Regions from separate parts of the Gossypium hirsutum genome. Here regions 1 and 2 are each linked to region 3. A link is a contact called in public Hi-C data. All regions are on one chromosome and are shown on one strand. The core of a region is the stretch at or near the end of the contact, and the rest is flanking DNA. Distances in the headings are between cores, read along the strand shown. Region 1 holds the start of LOC121208267 (short-chain dehydrogenase ptmH). Region 2 holds the start of LOC121208259 (auxin-responsive protein IAA9). Region 3 holds the start of LOC121207947.

What was found. A called contact is a pair of places that touch in the nucleus more often than the background predicts.
Region 1: a Hi-C map of leaf shows a contact between it and region 3, with 2.9 times the contacts expected there. The contact joins the promoter of LOC121208267 here to the promoter of LOC121207947 in region 3. A contact is called at or near these places in 17 of 34 Hi-C or Micro-C datasets (anther, callus, fibers and 3 more).
Region 2: a Hi-C map of leaf shows a contact between it and region 3, with 1.8 times the contacts expected there. The contact joins the promoter of LOC121208259 here to the promoter of LOC121207947 in region 3. A contact is called at or near these places in 4 of 34 Hi-C or Micro-C datasets (callus and leaf).

The regions. Positions count from the first base shown.
Region 1 is chrA10:17,385,587-17,388,286 of Gossypium_hirsutum_v2.1, reverse strand. It overlaps LOC121208267 (short-chain dehydrogenase ptmH), which reads left to right and starts at 1,387. Exons shown (of 1, transcript XM_041078807.1): 1 at 1,387-2,700. The coding sequence starts at 1,668. The coding sequence ends at 2,507. LOC121208268 (thioredoxin-like protein AAED1, chloroplastic) reads left to right here. Exons shown (of 7, transcript XM_041078808.1): 5 at 1-2; 6 at 102-197; 7 at 290-656. The coding sequence ends at 409.
Region 2 is chrA10:17,272,970-17,275,669 of Gossypium_hirsutum_v2.1, reverse strand. LOC121208259 (auxin-responsive protein IAA9) reads right to left here and starts at 1,425. Exons shown (of 7, transcript XM_041078804.1): 1 at 1,167-1,425; 2 at 599-634; 3 at 1-261. The coding sequence starts at 233.
Region 3 is chrA10:17,518,264-17,520,963 of Gossypium_hirsutum_v2.1, reverse strand. LOC121207947 reads left to right here and starts at 1,405. Exons shown (of 3, transcript XM_041078495.1): 1 at 1,405-1,594; 2 at 2,064-2,435; 3 at 2,546-2,700. The coding sequence starts at 1,405.

The sequences.
Region 1 (2,700 bases), core at 138-2,637, 130 kb after region 3:
GTGTAAATTCCATTCTCAGCTTATAAGGAGTTACTTTTGTTGTTCATTGAGAGACGATGTCTCATTAATTGATTCATATAAAATTTCATATGTATGTACAGGCGAAGGTGTTCTCAAGACTTGACAAAGTGAAGAAAGCTATGGAAAACTATACCATCAAAGCAACTCCAGATGATACAAGCAGTGTCTTACAACAGGTTTCAGAATTTGCATCAACATTCTTCGTAATTGGTGTTTCAATTAAGATTAACCGGCTGATCATTCAGGTTTGATTTGGTTCTTTTATCAGGGAGGGATGTTCGTATTCAAAGGTAAACAGTTGTTGTACGCACGAAAAGACGAAGGGACCGGAGATCATGCTCCCCTAGATGATATCTTTGATGTTTGTTGCAAAACCCCTGTTGCATGAAGTGTTCCCTATGCTGTATATTCTTCGATCGTTCTAGGCAAGCCGGCTTCTGATATTGGTATGCTGCAAATTCTGGGTTATTGTTCCGGACACATCTTATTTGTAATCCAGGCTGCAAAATATTGCCTTCAATAATGTTGGAAATCCTACCTGGGATAGTTTGATATATGCAGTTTCTCATGTAAAGCGTGTTATGATAGGAGAAAGAAAATCTATGAAAGCCTTGATCAAAAGAAAGTTCAATTTATGCTATCAAGTGATAAAGTTTAAGGGCTGAAACTTATTAATTTGTTTTCATAAGGTTTTGCATATGAACTTAGAAACAAGTATGTTTTATTTATCACGCACAAATGTTATATTTGGACTTTTCTTGTATATGTGTGAGTTTAAGTTTCACCATACAGATTACTTACTAATAATTGAGCTTGTAAAATCCTTTAAAAAAATTAATGGTCAACTAAATTACAAAATAATAAGTTAAAATTTATAGTTAGTCTTTGTAATTTGACAAAATTTAAGATTTAATCTATATATTTAAAGAGATAAATATTAAGTTTATTTATTTATTTAAATATTTTTGTTTAGTTAATTTGAAGTTTGGATTAGACTAGTATGATTGAAAAAAAAATAAACATGATAAAGTTTTGACAAATGATAATGATTGAACTAGGATTTTTAAGTTGAAAAATTAGGAGGATTGAATTTTAACTTTTAAAGATAAGGACTAAATCTCCAATTCTATACAAGTGCAGGGACCAACAGCACATAATAACAACAATGCAATTCAGATAAGGCTTATGAGTTATGGGCCAGGCTAGGTCTATTTTAGGGCCATTTATGCTTTGGCAAACCAGCACTATGATTTAGGCCGTTGATTAAGTTTTCAGTTGGGCTTCCCGTAAGATTTGAAGAGATGAGATAGGAGGAATCCTTGATTTTTGGATCTGAATTGCATTATAATTTTTTAATGGTTGCGTTATGTGGAAAGAAAAAAGGTGTTGAAGATAAACTCTTATATATGTTAAAAGACAAAGATAAAAGGCCTATATGTATATAAGCTAACAAGCTAAGAAGCTCTAATTTTGCCGGCCAATTTGCTTTGAGCAAGCATATGCGTTAAGGCATATTCTTCATCTAGATTTATGAAATAAACAAGAAAAGCAAAGCCTTGTCGTATCCGACAGTCTGCCTCACCAACAATCTTTTATAAATGAAACATTCTTAATATAATCAAAGAGGAATACGAACACGACCTAAAATGCATGAGCCAAAGGTTGTTCTAGTCACCGGTTGTGCAAAAGGTGGCATTGGATTTGAGTATTGCCGGGCATTTGCCGAGCAGGATTGCCGGGTCATCGCCTCCGATATCCCTCAACGCAAGGATGACATGCTAGATTTCGGTTCTGATAAAATCGAAATGGAAGAGCTTGATGTTTCATCAGACGAGAGCGTATCATCAGTTGTGAATGGTATTATATCCAAGTACGGTCACATTGATGTGCTTGTAAATAATGCTGGTATAGGAAGCACCGGACCGTTAGCCGAGCTTCCGTTAGATGCAATCAGGAAAGCTTGGGAAATCAATGCACTGGGGCAGTTAAGAATGGTGCAACAAGTTGTGCCTCACATGGCGTCGAGGTGTCGGGGAGTTATAGTTAATGTAGGGAGCATCGTTGGGAAGGTGCCGACACCATGGGCGGGGTCATATTGTTCTAGCAAGGCTACAGTCCATGCCATGACCAACAGTTTGCGAGTTGAATTAAGGCCCTTTGGCATCGATACGGTGCTTGTGATGCCTGGTTCTGTGAGATCGAATTTCGGAAACTCTAGCCTCGAGAGGCTGGGAAACCATGATTGGAAACTTTATAAGGAATTCAAGGAGGCGATTGCAGAGCGGGCCAGGGCTTCGCAAGGTTCAAAGGCAACGGATGCAACTATGTTCGCAAGGCATGTAGTGAAGAAGGTTTTGAGTCCTAAACCACCAAAGCAGATAGTGTTCGGTCACATGACTGGCTTGTTTGCTGTTCTTTCATTGTCCCCGCTTTGGGTTAGAGATATGTTTTTTCGAACTCGTTTCAATTTAAATAAGAAAATGTAATTGATTATAATTACTTGAACATAAATATCGGATACAAATATATGTCCGATATATATTTTTAACAAAAAATATCCAACACAAATACTTAAAAAACTGTACTAATGAAATTAATTATAAATTAATTACTGGTATTGCTATGTTTATGAATCACTGGTATCTATGAAATTGCACAAAAATGTACAGACTTTCCTTT
Region 2 (2,700 bases), core at 176-2,675, 250 kb after region 3:
TCTCTCTCAGGGGACTGGGATCCAGGAAGACCAAGCCTCAGCTCTGTGGCTTTCAAATTCAGGTTATTCCCATTATCATCCGGGACACCGGAGCTGTCAACTGAACAAAAATCTGATAATCCAAGATAATTCCTCTCCCTTATCCCCAAGCCATTGTGGGAGATACATTCAACAGATGGAGAAGAAACCCTACTCTGCCCTTCCTCCTCCACACCAAGCAACGGCGGAGACATCAGAACTCAAAGCTTCTCAAGATAGCCTCTGTAAGCCACATAGAAAAACAAAAGACAAATCAAAATTTCCGCAAACTTCAAGAATAAAACCGTTTAAGCCAAGTTATTTGAAAACCACTACAAATTACAGCAGATCACAATTTATTTTACAAAGATATCTAAATTAAACCTTCAAGTAGACTCATTAACAATTACTATTAGTTCCAGGTGAAAACCCACCCATGCATTAGCTGTTTCTGAATGCACTAACAATACCAATGAAACCCACCTCAACTCATTTTTTCAAACAACTTCAGCTACAATAATTGGTTGTTATGCGTCAATTTTTATTGCTTATAAGGGTAACAATTAATGAAGGTTCTCACCTTCTAAAGCTCAAATAATGGTGTAAGCCAGAAAACCTGCATTAGAGCAATCTAACTCATAAAACTAAATTACATAAACGGAAATATCTCTTAACAAGTCGAGAATAATTACTACTATAATTTTACAAGAAAAACAGTGCAGCAAAAAAGGACTCCAATTTTACAAAGAGTCTTACGGAAATTCTAGCAAAATCTTACGAGAAAGAACAGAGCTTAAAATAGAAAAAAAAATTGACCGTGAAGAACAAATTTTATTTAGCTCATAAAAAGGTAGGGAGAATATTAAAGAGAAAAAAAAGTCAACTCTCTTATGCATTAACTCTTTCTGCAACAGCCCATTTTCCCTGAATAAAAGCAGTAAAAAGAGAGAAAGGGAAACAAAGAAAGACAAAGCAGAAAAAAAATAGCAATCTTTTTCCTCCATTTTCTTTTGCTTTTACGGCAACCAATCAGACGGGGAGAAAAACTTGAGATCTTACCTTTGATCTCAAGCAAAACTGCAAAACAAAAATCGAACAGAAAAACTGAAATTTAAAAAATAAAATAAAAAGAAAAGAAAAGAGCTTACAGGAGTAAAACTTGGTAGAGTTGCAGAGTAGACAAAGAAAAGAAGATCGATTACTGCTTTCAAATATTGCAGGCTAAAATGCACGAACTGCAGAGAAAATAAAAGCAGAGAGAGAAAGAGAATAAGCTTAAGACCCTTCCATTATAAGCAGAAAGCCATAAAAGCCATTAGAGAAACTCGAGAAGTAAAAAACAAAAAAGCAGGGGCAAAAGCGAAAATAAACACAAAAAGTTGTGTAAACTTTGTACTCATTGTGAACGAATGGGACCATGTCGGGTTTTATAGTTATACTGCGCCGGTCTATGGGGTTGAAGGGAATCTGATCTGACGGTTGAGATTGGTGTGGCAATGAAGGGATCTAGACCGTTCGATTTCCCAAAAGAACTTATAATTAAACACGTGTCATTATTGCTGGTGGCATATTTGAGTAAAGTTAGTTTTGATTGGTTCCCGGTACTTGTACTTTTTTCTTTAGCTCAAGCTAGGCAATAGGCATACCCTTTTTCCCTTACTATTCATATATAATGTTTTTTGTATCGTTTTGGATTTATGGATATTTTTAAGTTTAAATATTTTTCGCATGTAATTTTTTACTCTTAATTTATAATTTCTTTTTTACAATAAAGTGAATCCTCACATGAGAATAACAAATTAATAAAGAAAATAGTTCCTATAACGAACGTGAGTCTCTTTCTATTTCACTCTAATTTTCATGTCTGCAATTGAAAGTATATAAATAATCAATAACTATTGTTGATTGAGTATTGACTCGATTGATATAGATATTATTATTGATGCAAGAGGATGTAAGTTTAAGTACGTTGAAACGCATTATCTTCTTATTTATAGATTAGATACTATAAGTAATTTTAAACATTGTATAAAAAAAGAACATATATAATCAAAATATATAATGAAATTCTTTAAAAAACAACAACAATTATTCAACAAAAAATTTAATCTATTGAACTTTGTCATGTAAATTGGGTCTAACCTCGCACTCCTATTTTGATCGGTACAATCTTTTTATTCATCAAATTTCTCTTCAAATGTATGAAATTATAAATTAAATAATAAAATTATTTTTTGACCCCTAAAAAATTTATTATTCTTTTTTTGCCACCTAAATGGAAATTTTTACATACATGTGACCTTAAACATGAATTCTATTGAATGTGACTTTTTTTTTTTGTATGGAATACAAGTGGAAATAATAATTGATGTCTAAACGAAATTAGGACTTGGTCTACCTAAGTCACTCAAAATTTAAACCCTCCTCTCTTAGTGCTCCGTTATCTAAGGGTGAGTTTGGATAAACGCACCGCACCGCAACCAATCGCCCATTCAAACCTACTCTAAATTTTGTAAGTCATTCTTGACATGCAATTAAAGGAATTTTATGTATTTTTTTCATCCATAGTATTTTCATCTTCATTAAAAAAAATTGAAATCAACATGACGTATGAAAATTTTAAAAATTTTTTATAAATTGCTAAATTTTACCATATTAATACCATCTATCAACTAAATTGTT
Region 3 (2,700 bases), core at 156-2,655:
ACAAAAAGCAAGCAATTAAAAAAAATATAGGTCAAGAGTGCTCTCTCTTAGTTTTCCAAAGAAACAGGTGCGGCTGTGGTTGGGAAAGAGTGGGACGGTGATCTATTTTCCCGTTATGGCAGGAGAGGAGATCTCTCTTCTTGTAGACGAGTTAATTCAATTAACAGTAAAGAGCTCATTGGTGACACCGAGGAGTCAATTTTCGTTATTATGTTCGGTGTGGACAAAGAAGTCTTATAGTCCAGACAGTCTGTGTGCGCAACTCAGAAGCATATGGAAAACAAGAAGAAAATTTGGAATTTATGCGGCTGGACAGAATTTGTTTCAGATCTCATTCGAGGAAGAGGATGATTTAGAGATGATTATGGATAGCAGACCGTGGTTTTTCAAAAGACAATTAATTATATTTGACAGGCTGAAAGAGGCGATAGAAAGAAGTAAAATAAAATTGGTCTCTTCTCCGTTTTGGTTAAGAGTTGGCTCCTGCCCCCCAGAATGCGAGAAGAAAGACTTAATGCATGCGATTGGTTCTAGTTTTGGAGGAATTCTAAGATTAGAAATACAGAACAAAACCTGTAGAATGAAAGTTGTGTTAAGTGCTAGAAAACCTCTTCGACGAGGAATTTTTGTTGCAGTTGGGGATACAAGATGAGTATGGCTTCCCTTTAAATACGAATCTCTACCAAATTTCTGCTTCGGGTATGGAATAATAGGGCATACTGTTAAAGATTGCACGAAATTTTTTACGAAAGGGAAAGATTTAGGAGCTGACGCGTTTCTTTACTCAATAGCACTGAAAGCCGAATCTAATATGGTAGGGAGAGAGAGCTTGAAATTGGGTAGTACAGAAAAGAAATTCATGTCACAATACTTGTATACTAGGGATGAGGATGAAAGGGCCACGTCTACAACTAAGATATCAGAGGGTAATGTCATTAATACAAAACAAGGGGCGCTAAAAAGTGGGTTTTTAAAAATGTCTAATCAGCCTGAAAATGAAGGGGTAAATCTGCAGGTGGGTCCTAGGAAAATCAAAGCTAGAGAAAATACCTTTTTATCAAATATTGATCAAGTGGAGGTCGGGGGAGAAGCTGACATGAATGCCTTTATATCTGATAAAGGCACTACTAGAAATTACAAAAGAGCAAGATGGACATGCAAAGGACGAATAGGGCAGATTCATGATGTACAGATAGAAGTAACTCCATGTAAACAGAAGAATTTTTCAATTGGTGAGGAAAGCTCAGAATTCTGGAATGATTGTACCAACAGCTACAAAAGGGCTAAAGGGGAGTCTGATAGAGGAAATTCTCCTAGAATGGAGACAATAAGAGAACAGTTGATAGTGTCTTCAAATTTAGGATCAGCGGCTGCCAATAGGCAAGCCAACCGAAGCCAATGAAAATGATAAGCTGGAATGTTCGAGGATTGGGGAGTCCTCGAGCAATTAGATGTCTTCGATTCTTACTGAAGCAATACAATCGCCAAATGGTCTTTCTTATGGAGACAAAAGTGAGTGCTACTTGGATGGAAAAAATAAGAAGATGTGGATACACGAATGGGTTTGATGTGGAAGCAGATAGATCTAGAGGTGGTTTGTCATTAGCCTGGAAATAAAACATTCAGGTAACGATTTTTAGTAGCTCTAAAAACCACATTGATGGACTGATAAAAGAAAATCAGAATAGTAATGAATAGAATTTCACGGGTTTCTATGGGAATCCCTTTTCTACTGAAAGGTGTATTATTTGGGATTTACTAAGACGGTTGAGAAGGATCAGATCTTATCCTTGGATCGTTTGTGGAGACTTTAACGAAATTCTTTATTCTTTTTTAAAAAAAGGGGGCACTTAGAGAGGAAAAACAAATGGAGGCTTTTCGTAATATTCCTGATGAATGTCAGTTAGTGGATGTAGGTTTTTCGGGATCATGGTTTACATGGAAGCGAGGCTATTTAGTTGAAACAAACATACGGGAAAGGCTTGACAGAGGGGTAGCAAATGCAGAATGATTTTCAACTTTCCCACAAGCGCATATTTAACATCTTTCGTATTCATACTCAGATCATTGCCCTCTTCTTATTTCCTTGGATTTGGAAAACAAACCGGTTCATAGATCTTCATTCCGATTTGAAACATGGTGGTTATTAGAAGACTTCTTTGAGAAGATGATTCTAGAGTCTTGGCAGAATTTAACAGGGTTGTTAACAGATAAGTTGGAGGGATTAAAAGTGAGAATTCTTCAATGGGCAAACCAAATAAAGAACGCAAGAAAGGGTATCAAGCAGAGACTAAACAAACAATTGGAACGCTTGCTGGAGGAGGATAGAAGTGCAGAAAACTTGGCTAAAATCATTGATACGAAATTTCTCTCAATATACAAATTGACAAAGATGAAGCCTATTGGGAGCAAAATGCACGTGTTAATTGGCAGAGGTTAGGTGATAGAAACACAGCATTCTTTCACAAGTGGGCCACACAACGACATAAAATTAATGCTATTTGTAGTTTGAAAGATCATAATGGGAGGTCTGTGAATGATGAAGATGGGATGGCCAAAATTGGCAAGACTTATTTCCATGATTTATTCGCGTCGTTAGGGATAAGTAATGCAGAGCGGAGTTTACAAGGCGTGCAGAGATGCATAACTGAAGATATGAATGCACAACTTACAACAGCACATACGGCTAAAGAAATATGG